Regions from separate parts of the Mus musculus genome. Here region 2 is linked to region 1. A link is a contact called in public HiChIP or PLAC-seq data. All regions are on one chromosome and are shown on one strand. Each heading gives the region's core, a stretch centred on a gene start, on an enhancer-like site or on the middle of the called end of the contact. The rest is flanking DNA. Distances are from core to core; before and after follow the strand shown.

Region 1 (3,131 bases), core at 240-2,739:
TGGAAGAAAGTATGGCTTGAAACGCGGAGAGAGATTGGGGTACAGCCTTGGCATGAGTGGGGTGCTTCTGTGAGAATAAGGAGGTGGCCAGGCTGGAAGGAGGGGGTCCTAGAGAGATGGTTTGAGTTGGGCCCCAGTGAATTGGAGCATATTATGAGATTCTCAGGCCCCACTAATTTTATAAGCAGGTGGCTCCTGGTGGCTCCAAGCCACTCGAGGGAGGGAAGAATCTGAGAGTCCATGGGAGCCATCTCTGGGAAAGATTGTTGCAAGCTGGTGTGAAGGAGAAGGATGAATGGCCCCTGTTGGGGTGGAGAGGTAGGCACCTGGGTTGCCAGCAGGTCTCCCTGTAAAGGAAGCTACACGGGTAGTCTGTGACAGCATCTTACTTTCTCTTAGGCCCTGGAAGGTCTGTGCAAGGACCACCTCCAAGATGGTCTGTAGGAGTGTCAGTTGAGGATGTTAAGGTCCCTGGACTCAGACCAAAAGAGATAGGAGTTACACTGCCTCAGGGCAAAAGCTTTCTGGGATCAATAACACTATATACGATCAATAACACTATATACGACCTTTGTATCATGGCCATAGCAGAACCTAGGTTGACTAAACATAAGAGATATTCAGCCTGAGGTCAGTGAGAACATGGAGGACTGGGAGAACCCAGTCTCTCTCTAACCCAGAGAGTGGAACATCATTCCCAGAACTGCAGCAGTGTGGAGAACTGAGTGGCAGTCTGACTTTCAGGTTTGGAAATGACAGGAAAGGATTCTTGGTGGCTGGGATGTTAAAGGTGATAAGAATCTTGGAGGTAGGGGACCTCGGAGGAATCCACCAGCGTGGCCAAGAACCTGATTCATCTGTCACCTGGAAAGGAGGGAGTTTGGGAGGGATGCCTGAGAAGGCTCAGGAGAGAGGTGGGAAGGAAGCACGTTTATCTACGTGCTTCCCTCCAGCTCTGTGGGTGTGGCTGGAGGTATGGACTACAGATCCAGTCCCCAAGTTTGCATGGCCAGGGTAGGCGCTAAAGGTTTTCCCCTGAAGACAAGCAGGATCCTGCCCTGTCTCAGGCAGCAGTGGCCTGATGGTGGCTGAGGCCAGGCATCCTTTAGAGGCAGCCCGAGCTGGTGGGGGTGTTAGAACCACGGCAGAAGGAAAGGGGGAAGGGAGAACAATGGAGTCCCATGGGAGAGACATGGAATTGGAACCAGGGGCAAAGCAGCACTGTATGTCATGAGAATTGAGGGAAAATTGTCAAGCATGTACACACACACACACACCCATTAAACACATGCATAGAGAAAACACACACACACACACACACAGAAAGAGAGAGAGAGAGAGAGAGAGAGAGAGAGAGAGAGAGAGAGAGAGAACAGAGAGAGGGTAGTTTTCTGTATTCTCAAGCTTTCAGGTTTCCAGAAGACAAGACTATCTGTGGACTCTAAGACAGGAGAGCTTATAATTGAAAGTTGTTGCGCGGTCTGGGGAGATGACTCAGTCAGTAAGTTGCTTGCCAGACAAGTATGGAGATCAGAACTTGATTCTAAGAGTCCACATAAAACCCTGCAGCCATTTAATCCCAGTCCTGAGGAAGCAGAGACAGGCGGATCCCTGGGTTTGCTGGGAAGCCAACCTAGCTAGCTCAGCATGGCTGTGATGAACACACAGAAACCGTCTCCAAAAAGCTCAGGAGCTGAGGCACTGGTCCGTGTGCTGGGATCACATAGAAGGGAAAAGGGACCATGGGCCAGTGAGACTCCTCAGTCACAGTGTGATGAGGGGAGACACTGGCATGGTATACACGTCAGGACAGGCTAGCTTCTGCTGCAGTAACAAGTGGTCCCCAGTCTCAGTGGCTGCTCTAACACTCATTTCTCTCCATTTCCACTGCAGAGGGAGGACTTAGTCTCCTGTACTCCCTTGGAGTCTTGGCATCTGAACCACCAGTTCCCATGTCAGGTCGCTTGTTCTGTTTCTACTGAGACATGGCAGTCACTCAGCTGGAGCTGATAGGCATGTGGGGGCACCTTGCAGGAGGACTCCAGCTTCTGGGAATGAGTATGTGAGGGGAGGGCTCCTTCCCCTCTCCCTCCTCCTTCACAGGTGAGAATGTGACTGGAGAAAGGAAGACAAGGTGAATTAGCACCCAGTGGAGACCAGCTGTGCCCTTTCTGCTGTTGGCTTGTGCTCCAGTCTGGCTAACTTCCTATCTCGGGCATTGAGAGCCATAGCTCTCAGGCTGGGTCTCTGCGGCTTCGTGCCAGCCTTGCATGTCCCTACAGATGTTCCATTCCTCCCCCATGCTGATATCTGGGCCTGACAGGCACAGTAACTGTGAGGAGCGGCTCTGCAGGCAGTGGGCAGAGAGGGCAGCTTCTTTCAGGGATGGGTGTGAGCTCCCAGCCTCCAACTCAAGGTCATTCCAGGTCAACCCTAGGCCCACCTCTGCTCTCCACACCACTGAATTTTTCCTCTGACCACTTAAACACTTTGTAGCTCCTGTCTTGGTATTGAACCTGGCCTCCAACTTCCCAATTCTGATTATAAGTCTAGCCTTTTTTTTTTTTTTTTTTTTTTTTTTTGGACCTATAGTCTAGGGCCTGATATTGAGCCTTCAACAATCTCTGATACCCAGCACCATAATTCTGAACTCAGTGCCTTAATGATAATAAGATCTTCCTCTAATCCCCATCCTTAACCAACCTCCCCACACTTAGCCAGCTTTTGGCTTTGAGTGCTTGGCACAAACCCTCACCACTCATCTCATTTATTAAAATTATCCCCCAGGTAGCTTCTGAGTGCCTTTAAGAATGACCCAGTATCCACTACTGCCTGGAAGTTAGCACCCACTAGCCACTGGGCTTTCTTCTCTCTATTACTATCTCCCATAGCTCTTGCCCCAGTAACCACACAGCCACAGGATAGTCCACCTGGCTCTCTGGGATGCCCAAGGATTCCCAGGGAGGTCTATGCTCCTGGTCTCTTTTCCACTTCTCCCTCCTGAAATGCTGCTGTGAGCTTCCTCTTGCACCTATGGTTACTTCTACACCCCAGGACTCTAGAATGCACATAGCCAGCCTGAGGCTTAGCCACCTCACTTGCATTGAAAAGTCCCCATGCAAGGAGAGAGC
Region 2 (3,131 bases), core at 375-2,874, 140 kb after region 1:
AGGTAGGAGGTCATGGGTTCTGTTTTTTTTTTTTTTTTTTTAAAAAAAGAGCTAGCTAAGAAAACACTGGAGACCAAGCCATTAAGCACTGTTCTTCCTTGGCCTCTGCTTCAGTTTCTGCCTCAAGGTTTCTGCCTTGAATTCTTCCCCTGGATTCCCTTAATGATGGACTGTTACCTGAAAGTGTAATAGGAAATAAGCCCTTTCTGCCCTCAGTATTTTATCACAGCAGGAGAGAAGCCAACTCAAATATCTGGACACTGCAGATATGTAGAGATTGCCAACAAAAGATAGAGTAGAACTAGAAAAGAAGTCTCTCTGTTGTTTTTAAACTCATAAAAATGTCTGCTAGAAGTGAGTTTTTATAATGGTGTCATTGGATCGCCTCTAGAGACACTCCACCTTGTGCAGTGTTTTGGAGCACCAAGACCAGAATGCAGATGAGGAGGTCCCTTGCCAAGCTGACCACATGGAGATATCTTTAATACAACTGGTGTGTGTGTGTGTGTGCATTTTATTCCTTTTTATTGTCTATAGAGTTGACAATGTTAAATGCTTTTTTAACATGTTTAGATTTTCTAGATGTTCTGAGATGGATGCCTTACATATTATACAAGAAGAAATAGTAAAAGAAATCCTGTGTGTGTGTGTGTGTGTGTGTGTGTGTGTGTGTGTGTGTGTGTTCCTTTTTTTAAAAATTTCTATGAAATGTCATTTTTCAGGGAGGGAGTAGTCAAACCTGTCCTGGCTTATTTTGCCTGGGCTCTGGCTCCCAGGAGAAGGCACAGCAGAGCACTAAGCACTCATGAACCCCTGGCCCATTTTTTTCTTACTTCACTGTATATATAGTGTTTATAAAGGGCACAGGAATCCCCCACTGAAAGCAGCTGCTCACTTTGCTTACTAAAGAGTCTACACACAACAAAAACAGTAAATTAATACATTTTATATACGTGGCATTAGCATTCTAAGGAAAGACTGATTTCTGAACATTTTGAACATTTTAGCCCACTGGGGTGGTAGAGAACAGAAGGATTCCGGCTCAGGATACACATATTTTATGACATTTTCAATTTATTACCGTCATTACACATGCGCATTTTACTTCCAACTGCCATGTACATGCTGTGCCGACTGAGTCCTTGCTGGATGGAGAGGCAGTAAAATGTCACTTTGGTAGCAATTTTTTTTGCTAAAGTCCATATGAAATACTGTCTTTGGGAAATGGCACTATGAAACATTGCCCAGGAGCTGAGTGGTCCTCTCCTGCTCATTCAGCTATGGGGGACAGCATGGCAAAAGCAAAGTCCTGCTGGGCTTACTCTTGGACCCTCGGATGCTGGCTCCCTGGATGTTTAGCACATTTTGCCTTGCCGTGCGTGTAAGTAAATACAGTGGACAAATAGGTCCATGCCTTGTTAAAGCAGTTGCCAGGAGATAAAGCCGCTAGTGAAGCTAGCGCATTTTATACACTTCATGTTGAAATTCATAGGAATGCTTGTTTCTGCAAATGGTATTTTGATGCAACATTGTTGAATCATTTCTGAGCATGTGGTAGGCCTGTGCTTGTCCACTGATTTGAAGACTGAGAGAAAGCAGGAAGCAGGGGAAGGAGTGGTCACATTTGGCAGACATCTGACATTGCAACAGTTGCTACACATGTGGTTTAATTCACCGCCGCTGTGTATATAGGGAAAAGGTTTTTACATGAAATCGCCTGTCTTTCCAGACATTTAAACATGATTAATGCGTCTGAAAGTAGAAGCAGCAGAATGATCCCTTGTGTAAACAGATTTTTAAGCTCCGGAAATCCAGTGTGTGGGAATGGATTTGTTAGACTGCCTCTGAGAGCAAAGGGGGCTGTCTGTGCTTCGTATTGGGCTGAGGAAGAGGGAGGCACAGAGACTGTAAATGATTTTGCTACGATGTATCAGGAAAGCTTAGTCATCTGGATGTATTGTACACATCCTAGAAAAATGAGTCCTCATATTTATTATATGTAGACTCTAGCTATTAAAGAGGAAGCTGGTGTGTGGCAAAAGTCAAGTTAGAAAGTTAGCATCTTTTCTATGCTTTGTGTTCAAATTTGTAGGAAGGCCCTCTTCTAAAGTGGGAACTTTGGAAAGGAAACTGCAACATCGTCAGCTAAGTAAGTGCACATATCACATATGACAGAGATGATGAGGAAATGGAGAACTGATGGGTGATAGACCAGAGCATTTTCACTGGAAGACACCTACAGATGTGCCCATTGGGGTGGGGGGAGGGGGGTCTGTGGACATATCACATATGACAGAGATGATGAGGAAATGGAGAACTGATGGGTGATAGGCCAGAGCATTTTCACTGGAAGACACCTACAGATATGCCCATTGGGGTGTGTGTGTGTGGGTCTATGGGTCTGTGGGTCTGTGGGTGTTAAATCCAACAGTATTGTATATCCAGTAGACAAACCTAAGTCCTAATTTGAAACATCTCATCTTTACAGATGTTTAGAGGTATACAAAGTGCATTGAAAAGGGGGGAAATAGCATGATTTGTAGATGCCATACTGTCTGTCAGAAAGTGATGAAATCCCCTGTCTTTGAAGTACCCATCATATTTGTGCTGGTTCTGGGAGGAGCAGGGAGAGCTACACATGGCTTTCAACCAGCATGCTTTAGTAAAGCAATACTGACCATTATCCCTCACAGCTGCATTTTGTATATATGTTACTAATATGTGTATCCTGATGAGTGGGCAAGCTCAGATGCACAGCATTGAGTCTTTCTAGGTGCCAAAAGGGTTACTGGTATAGGATAAAAGTAATTAGAAATTAAGATACTGGGTACCCTATGTATAATGTTCACAGAGGAAGCTGTTCTTAAGTGATGTAAAAAGTGAAGTGCTTCACAGCCCCTCAGAACATCACAGTTGCATAAGCTTGACCCTGGTGTTGACAAGGATAGGAAGGGTTCCAGATGAAATGCGACTATTTGGAGGACATTTGCCTATTCTAGCCTTTGTCCAACATGTACAGGGTTTTTGACAGTGCTATGTGCATACCAGGCAACTCAAGTCCTTGCTGGAAACATCTACGAGGCAACAGACCTTTGGATACTGCAACATCATGCTGACATTTACAAAGTCCA

What was found. HiChIP or PLAC-seq counts read pairs in DNA pulled down with a chosen protein or histone mark.
Region 2: a contact with region 1 is called in a CTCF HiChIP or PLAC-seq map of the NIH/3T3 cell line, with 13 read pairs. The contact joins two enhancer-like sites. A contact is called at or near these places in 1 of 15 datasets of contacts at CTCF or cohesin (the NIH/3T3 cell line), 2 of 484 Hi-C or Micro-C datasets (embryonic fibroblasts and uterus) and 3 of 115 datasets of contacts at active chromatin or transcription factors (the NIH/3T3 cell line, bone marrow-derived macrophages and embryonic fibroblasts).

What each region holds. Positions count from the first base shown.
Region 1 is chr11:81,997,377-82,000,507 of GRCm38.p6, forward strand. No RefSeq gene overlaps it. Among named protein-coding and RNA genes, the nearest start is that of Gm31522, 12 kb to the left of the region's middle. Within about 2 kb of position 1,490, at least 18 of the 459 cell types and tissues checked have an H3K27ac peak or open chromatin away from gene starts, as enhancers often do. A contact at or near this core is called in the NIH/3T3 cell line and bone marrow-derived macrophages, where this site is marked.
Region 2 is chr11:82,138,032-82,141,162 of GRCm38.p6, forward strand. No RefSeq gene overlaps it. Among named protein-coding and RNA genes, the nearest start is that of Ccl8, 24 kb to the left of the region's middle. Within about 2 kb of position 1,625, at least 59 of the 459 cell types and tissues checked have an H3K27ac peak or open chromatin away from gene starts, as enhancers often do. A contact at or near this core is called in the NIH/3T3 cell line and bone marrow-derived macrophages, where this site is marked.